Linked DNA regions of Capra hircus: region 1 is linked to region 2. Evidence: chromatin contacts called from public Hi-C data. All regions are on one chromosome and are shown on one strand. Each heading gives the region's core, a stretch centred on a gene start, on an enhancer-like site or on the middle of the called end of the contact. The rest is flanking DNA. Distances are from core to core; before and after follow the strand shown. Region 1 has its middle 27 kb from the start of GPR137B. Region 2 has its middle 36 kb from the start of EDARADD.

Evidence for each region. Hi-C and Micro-C count contacts between places; a contact is called where the count stands out from the background.
Region 1: a contact with region 2 is called in a Hi-C map of blood, with 12 times the contacts expected there. The contact joins two enhancer-like sites. A contact is called at or near these places in 3 of 5 Hi-C or Micro-C datasets (all in blood).

What each region holds. Positions count from the first base shown.
Region 1 is chr28:36,555,549-36,559,497 of ARS1.2, reverse strand. No RefSeq gene overlaps it. Among named protein-coding and RNA genes, the nearest start is that of GPR137B, 27 kb to the right of the region's middle. Within about 2 kb of position 2,332, at least 1 of the 5 cell types and tissues checked has an H3K27ac peak or open chromatin away from gene starts, as enhancers often do.
Region 2 is chr28:36,332,799-36,336,365 of ARS1.2, reverse strand. No RefSeq gene overlaps it. Among named protein-coding and RNA genes, the nearest start is that of EDARADD, 36 kb to the right of the region's middle. Within about 2 kb of position 2,010, at least 1 of the 5 cell types and tissues checked has an H3K27ac peak or open chromatin away from gene starts, as enhancers often do.

The sequences.
Region 1 (3,949 bases), core at 1,083-3,582, 220 kb before region 2:
AGGTGTTGGAGAATCGTTTGGTATAGAAAACCCCTCTCGTATTTGGTAGCCAGATGTATCAACCGGAGAGTGGTCAGTAGAAGAGAAACAGTGAGTTTTTCTCTTGTGACATCCCAATTCTCCCAGGCAGAATTAAATGTTTTTCCCCCTGTGCTCATATTACTTTATTTCTTAATAAGCAGTAGTGATCAATCCTTTATCTGGGTGTTAGTTACCCTAGAATTGTCATTTCTCTTCTCAAGCAGATTTTTTGCCATGGTTACAAGCAGAGTCTCAGTCATTGGCCAATTAGTCATTAAATAAACCCTACCTGAGCTCCCTCACTTAAACCTCAGACACTGTGCTAAGCAGAAGGGGTGGAAAATGAGACAGGGAGAAGGCACTGACGAGTCCTTGATTCATGTCAAATACGCTTTTAGGATGTAACTAATCCCATAGGCCTGGGACCAGGTTCTAAATGCATATTACATTTCTAATGCTTAAGATAAGGCATGCTCCGGGTAAGTGTTAAAAAATGTCAAATGAATGAACAAATCTGAATTCTACTTCTGATCCAATTTATGGATTGAAAACAGAAGTGAAGAACAAGAATAAAAATCTCCATTGAGAGACCAGCCTCCTGTTCTCAAACTAATATCCACAGAGGAATCCAAGAAAACCCCAAAGTACACTTTGGGGACGAGCACTGTACTCGCAGCAATGGATCCCCACATGATCTATTTAGGGGCCCCTGGCTTGAGGCCCAGATAAAAATCTTTTTTTTTTTTTAATTAGGATTTTTTTTTTTTTTTCCTGTGCGCTCTTAGTTCTCTGACTGGGAATTGAACATGTGCCCTTGGCAGTGAAAGCATAGAGTCCTCATCACCAGACCTCCAGGGAACTACCTCACTGCCATCTTGATACTATTAGGTAGAAATTTTACAGGCCAAGGAAGGTAGGATTTTGCTTTCTCCCACTGACAGAACCTATCTTGGATCTTGGTGATGCTTTTAACATCTAAATGGAAACTGCAGTTCACTTTTGAACACCTGAAATCACTTCCTTGCTTCCTGTGTTCTAAACACCCAAGAGGAATTGCCACAGGCGTTTTCAGGAACCTGCTCCACCTGCCAAGCTCCTTAAGCAGTCATGCCATGGGGGAGGGGAGAAAGGGGCGTGAGGGGAGAGAGTGACACACACGTCACAGGCATAGTGTCCCCTTGATGGAGAGTTCCTGCTGCCCAGATGCACACACTCCACCGTGGATCAATTTCAGTGATCACTCTCCCATCTCCAGGAACCTCTGGAGGCCCCGGCAAACAGAAATAGCTCGCAGGCCTGTAATTCACCACCAGGCCCCTTGGTTCCAGAACCCAGGCCAAGCTGCCTCATTGGCCCAAGCCAGTGACACTTTGCACAGCCTGGTCTCAGCAAGCTTCCCAGGTGGCCTTATGGTAAAGAACCCACCTGCCAATGCAGGATACACAAGAGGCTCGGGTTCGATCCCTGGGTCGGGAAGATCCCCTGGAGAAGGGAATGGCAACCCACTCCAGTATTCTGGCCTGGAGAATCCGGCGGACAGAGGAGCCTGACTGGCTACAGTCCATCACACACGGTTCCAGCAAAGCCAAAACAGATCCACAGTGTGAAAAAGTGAAGCGAGAAAGGCCTTTGCCATCGTCAGTTGTGGAGAAAATCTTCATGAATTTCAGCCTCATTAATACCTCTGTGACTTGCTCCATAGGGTTTTACGTGGAGCTGGCCCCTGGTTGGGCCAGGCGCGGAGGGTGCCTCTGTCAGGGCGCGTGAGTATATGCGAGTGTGGTTGAGTGTGTGCGTCTGATCTCACACCATCCCTCACACATTTCCAGGCCCCCCGTTAACCCCACTCCTGGTTCTACCCCTGCCCCCATCTTCCCCTGCCGCCACCCCGCCCCCACCCCGGCCCAGCTCCCAGCGGAAAGAAAACCTCTTCTCTTACGATAATGACGGCTTTCTGCTTTGTATCACGGTTATTTGTAACCATTTTGTGCCCCCAAGTAACCGAAAGCCCCTAGGACAGCACGGGGCCCAGCTTTGGGTTCCCGGAGCAGCAGCTCCTGGAAGGTGCTCAACCATCAGCCCGTGTCGGTGAATCCATCCCGCGCTCAACTCAGGTGTTCTCAGCAGGTTCTCCCGGATCTCCTCCCTCCCTGCCTGCCTCCCGCTCCACGAGCACCGGCTCCGGCAGCCTGGGGTAGGGGGTGGCGGTAAGAGCAGGTCACCCAGGCTTGGTACAGTGGCCCTGTCTCCACTCCACACCGCACAAGCCGCTGGGTCCCCACGAGGCACCGTGGGCGATGGCTCGGCGGCGTCCGGACCACGCACTCCGTCCTCTCGGAGCCTCGGTTTCTCCCGCGTGGCAGCAGGAGCAGAGCAGCACCTTCCTGCCCACCTCGCGGGGTGCTGTGAGCTGACACCTTGACGGCCTTTGAAAAGCATCAAACAATGCGCAAGTACCGGGTAATATCACTGGGAAAATAGGTTTAGTCTTCCGGGGTGGAAGGTAGGGGGCGGTGATGATCGGTGTCCTACAAATAAGTCGTTGAAAATAAACGTGAATGAAGTTAAGCTCAAGAGAGGAAAAGGAGAAAAGTATCCTGAGCTTGTCTGAAGCTGCTCCTCGGTGTGAAATGAAGCTGCCAGGTCCGGCTCCGCGGAGATAACTCGCCCAGAGCAGCGGCGAAGGAAGGACCCGGAGATCCCAGCTCCGGGCCCCAGACAGCAGCGCGAGAGGCTCTCCAGCCAAGATGCTGGGAGTGAGGCTTGTTGCTGCAGGCAGCTGGCCTGGCTTTCCTTGATTCCGTTCTGCTGTGGTTACCTGTTTTTCAGAAGTTGCTGGAAGTACGTGTCTCTCCTGCCCCTGAGAGTGCGAGTTTCGCTAGCTTTGCGTCTAGAATCAGTTCTCAGGTTCTCCACGTCCGTGGCTTTACACAGTCTTTGCCTTTTTCCCTTTCTCTCTTCTCTAGCCGTTGCTATTCTACAGGACATTAGTGTTTGAGGGGAAGGTTGGAGGGGAAAGTGAGCATAGTAAAACTTCAATCTGGGAGCAGATTTGACCAGTGTTTTAGTAGGGGAGAAGCTTAGCATTTAACTAATGTTTTATTAGGTGTCTGTTCTCCGTGTTTCTTCTTACAAGAGATTTTCAAAATCGATCGCGTACCAGAGAATAGAACACAAAATTTCTTGTCGATTTTACTTCGTTCACGCATGGCTTGTAAAAACAGCAGCTCACAGAAGATGGCGCCAAAGTCTACCTTTTCCCCACCCCCCCTCCTTGTTCTCTACCGTTTCACAGTCAGCATGTTTTACCCGCCCCCAAAAGTGACAGTTTCTGTAACAGCACAGACCAATTCTAGTGAAGATCTTCAGTAGAAAATCCCCAGTAAGATGTTTAGGGGGGAAAATAGCCCCAAGGATTGTAGCTTTGGTTCGTGTAGCTAGCAGCTTCCAGGACTGCAAATTGTGGAACATTTCACAGGTGGGAAGCAATGGCAAACGGCATGCTTCCCTAGTAGCTCAGCCGTGCGGGAGACCCCAGTTCGACTCCTGGGTTGGGAAGATCCGGTGGAGAAGGGATAGGCTACCCACTCCAATGTTCTTGGGCTTCCCTGGTGGCTCAACTGGTAAAAAAAAAAAAAAAATCCACCTACAATTTGGGAGACCTGGGTTTGATCCCTGGGTTGGGAAGATCCCCTGGAGAAGGGAATGGCTACCCACTACAGTATTCTGGCCTGGAGAATTATACAGTCCATGGGGTGACGAAGTGTGGGACACGACTGAGCAACTTTCACTTTGGAGTCAAGGTCCAGCTCTTTCACTTATTGACTACCTGGCCCTGACTACTTCAGCCACAGTTTTAATTTTTAATAATTAAAAATTATTTTAAGTTTTAAACTTTTTATTTTATATTGGAGTACAGCCATCTAAC
Region 2 (3,567 bases), core at 761-3,260:
TATACAGCGCTGTGCTTAGTTGCTCAGCGTGTCCGACACTTTGAGACCCCATGGACTGTAACCCACCAGGCTCCCCTGTCTATGGGGATTCTCTAGGCAAGAATACTGGAGTGTGTTGCCATGCCCTTCTTCAGGGGATTTTCCCAACCCAGGTATCAAACCCAGGTCTCCAGCATTGCAGGCTGATTCTTCACCATTTGAGCCTCCAGGGATTATACAATGGAAGTTACAAATAGATTCAAGGGATTAGATCTGACAGAGTGCCTAAAGAACTATAAACAGAGGAGATGATCAAAATCATCCCCAAGAAGGAGAAATGCAACAAGGCAAATGGTTGTCTGAGTAGCCCTTTCAGATAGCTAAGAAAAGAAGAGAAGTGAAAGGCAAAGGAGAATGAAAAATATGCCCATCTGAATGTACAGTTCCAAAGAATAGAAAGGAGAGATAAGAAAGCCTTCCTAAATGAACATTGCAAAGAAATAGAGGAAAAGAACAGAATGGGAAAGACTAGAGATCTCTCCAAGAGAACTAGAGATACCAAGGGAACATTTCATGCAAAGATGGGCACAATAAAGGACAGAAATGGTATGGACCTAACAGAAGCAGAAGATATTAAGAAGAGGTGGCAGGAATACACAGAAGAACTATACAAAAAAGATCTCAAAGACCAGAAACCACGATGGTGGGATCACTTACCTAGAGTCAGACATCTTGGAGTGTGAAGTCAAGCAGGTTTCAGGAAGCATCACAACAAACAAAGCTACTGGAGGTGATGGAATTCCAGCTGAGCTATTTCAAATCCTGAAAGATGATGCTATGAAAGTGCTGCACTCACTATGCCAGCAGATTTGGAAAACTCAGCAATGGCCACAGGACTGGAAAAGTTCACTTTTCATTCCAATCCCAAAGAAAGGCAGTGCAAAAGGAGAAGAGGAGGGTACCTCCAAAACTGATAATGCTGCTGTTCGTATTACCAAGCACTTTCCACAAAGGCCCCTATGGCACAGCTGCCCCTGGTTCCCTCACTCCACTGCAGCATGGTCCGTTATACTTAACACAATGAAGAATGATATGCTTAGATTAGAAACAGCCAGACCTGTGTAACAAGGTCCAGATGACATCAGTCATGTAGGACCTCTGATCTTACTGCGACGAGCATTTACCTCTCTTATTAAGAGAATGGCTCTCTCTCTATATATATATGTATAATATACATATAATTAGGTAAACAACAAGGACCTACTGTGAAGCATGGGGAACTCCAATATTTTGTGATAACCTATGAGGGAAAAGCAAAAAAGGCAATGGCACCCCACTCCAGTGCTTTTGCCTGGAAAATCCCACGGACGGAGGAGCCTCGTAGGCTGCAGTCCATGGAGTCGCTAAGAGTCAGACACGACTGAGCGACTTCACTTTCACTTTTCACTTTCATGCATTGGAGAAGGAAATGGCAAGCCACTCCAGTGTTCTTGCCTGGAGAATCCCAGGGACGTCGGAGCCTGGTGGGCTGCCGTCTATGGGGTCACACAGAGTCAGACATGACTGAAGTGACTTAGCAGCAGCAGCAGTAGCAGCAGAGAACTATGATCCCACATGTTGCATCAAAAATCAAAATCAAAATAAAAGAAAACTAAATTTTTTTAAAGAAGAGAATGGCTCTCCAGACGTCCCTCTTCCACTCTTTGAAACTGCGAATGAGGTCCAGCACCACCACTCCACTTCCCGTCATGTGAATTTCTTATGATCACAGAAAAGATCTTACCAGAAACAAAAGTAAATATCACCTATCTCTCTTGTTTAAAACATAACACATTCTCCTCTCTCTCACACACACATATACATACTCATAAAATCAAAAACGATAACAAGACATTTCCCTTCTAATTACTCGGCTAAGTCGTTCTGCATGCCTGATGCTGCTCCATCACCTCTCTCCTCCCCGTTCTGCCCCAGCCCCGGTTCCGTGACTGCAGCGGAACCACTGGTGGCCCCTCCTGCCCTCCTTCCAGAAGTCTGCTGTCAGCACACCCTTCCCCGTGCCCCCAGGGGCTGGCTGGATTTCCCCTTGTGGTCTGACCTCTCTTTGAGCTTGTCCACTGTCCTCGAGGGGAAGTGAACCATCTCTTCTCACCAGCACCTTCTGCACCGTGATGGTCAGTCCAGTTAACAGGTTAGGGACCAAAGGACGGCATCGGGTTACAGATAAAACAAACCCTGGGGCTTGGGACACAGGACCTTATCACATTGTGATAGAATCAGAGGTCGAGGAATTGCCTGAGGTCTCATGTTTGGTTGACAGGAGAACAAAGCCCAGACATGAGGAATGTTGGAAGTGGTATCTGTAACCATCCAACAGAGTATCCTCAGCTATGAAGAGTTAACACACAGACACACCCTGCAAATGGGATTCTCTGGCTAAATTACTTTGATGTTTTCTTTTCTCTTTTTAATTTTTAATTTTTTAGGCCACACCCCGCAGCCTGTGGGATTTCAGTTCCCTCACAAGGGATTGAATCTGCGCCCCTGCATTGGAAATTCAGTGTTAACCACTGGGCTGCCCACGGAAGTTTCTGTCTTTTTTTTACTTTTCTTCTTTGATTGTTTCTTGATACCAAACTCAAATGGTGATTCCCCTGTGTAGTCACTTAACCGTCTCCCCATGGTCAACTCACTTCAATGCAGCCCCAGGACACTCTTATACCTCAGCTCCTGCCAAGACAACAGCGAAAGTTCATGATTCCAAGCCTACCTCTCATGTTTTATTCATTACCTCCTAAACCTGGTAATCCTACTCTCATCCTCTTTCCCCCTAAACCATTACTTTCTGAGAACCTTCCAGATGTTTCTCACCCTTACAGTCTAGTGGACAACAACTTACTGAAACCACTGAGCGAATACTACGGTCATGTTTTCACATAATGTATGCTACATAGTACCCTATTCTGTGTTCTTAACAGCCAGGACTGTACCTGGTTTCAAAGGTCTCTGAAGGTCCAGTGTAAATAGCTGGTGGCGGATTTTAACTAGAGTCTGTCGTGCAAAGGTAAGTCTCATCCACTACGAAATGAAATAGGCACACCTCCAGAGTCTTGGATCTCCTTGAGGGAAAGGATGGCCACCCAGAATCAGAATGTGACCTCAGAAAGTTGCTGCTACACTCTGCAGGCAGTATTAAGGGACCCATCTCCTCGCCCTCACTCAATGCCAAAACCCATCCTATTCTATACACTAGCTTTCTTTTAAACTTCCAACCAATGGCAAATGGATAATTTTCTACATGATAACTAAAGTTCAAGGGTATATATTTGGGAACAAATAAATTTGTACTCTATTTGTTTTGCTATTTTAATATAATTATTTATGAGAGGCATTTAGAAAGGGCTTTTGATTTTCCAACCTAAGTTTGAACTTATTCTAAGTTGGTCATTTATTCTCTCTCCTCTCTCTCTCTCACATAAGAATAATCTAACCTCAAAGAAATTCCTTCTGAATGGGAAATTTGATGGCATTTTCTCTTCTCTCATTGTTCATAATTTTACACTGATGAACAACTTCCCAGTAATTAAA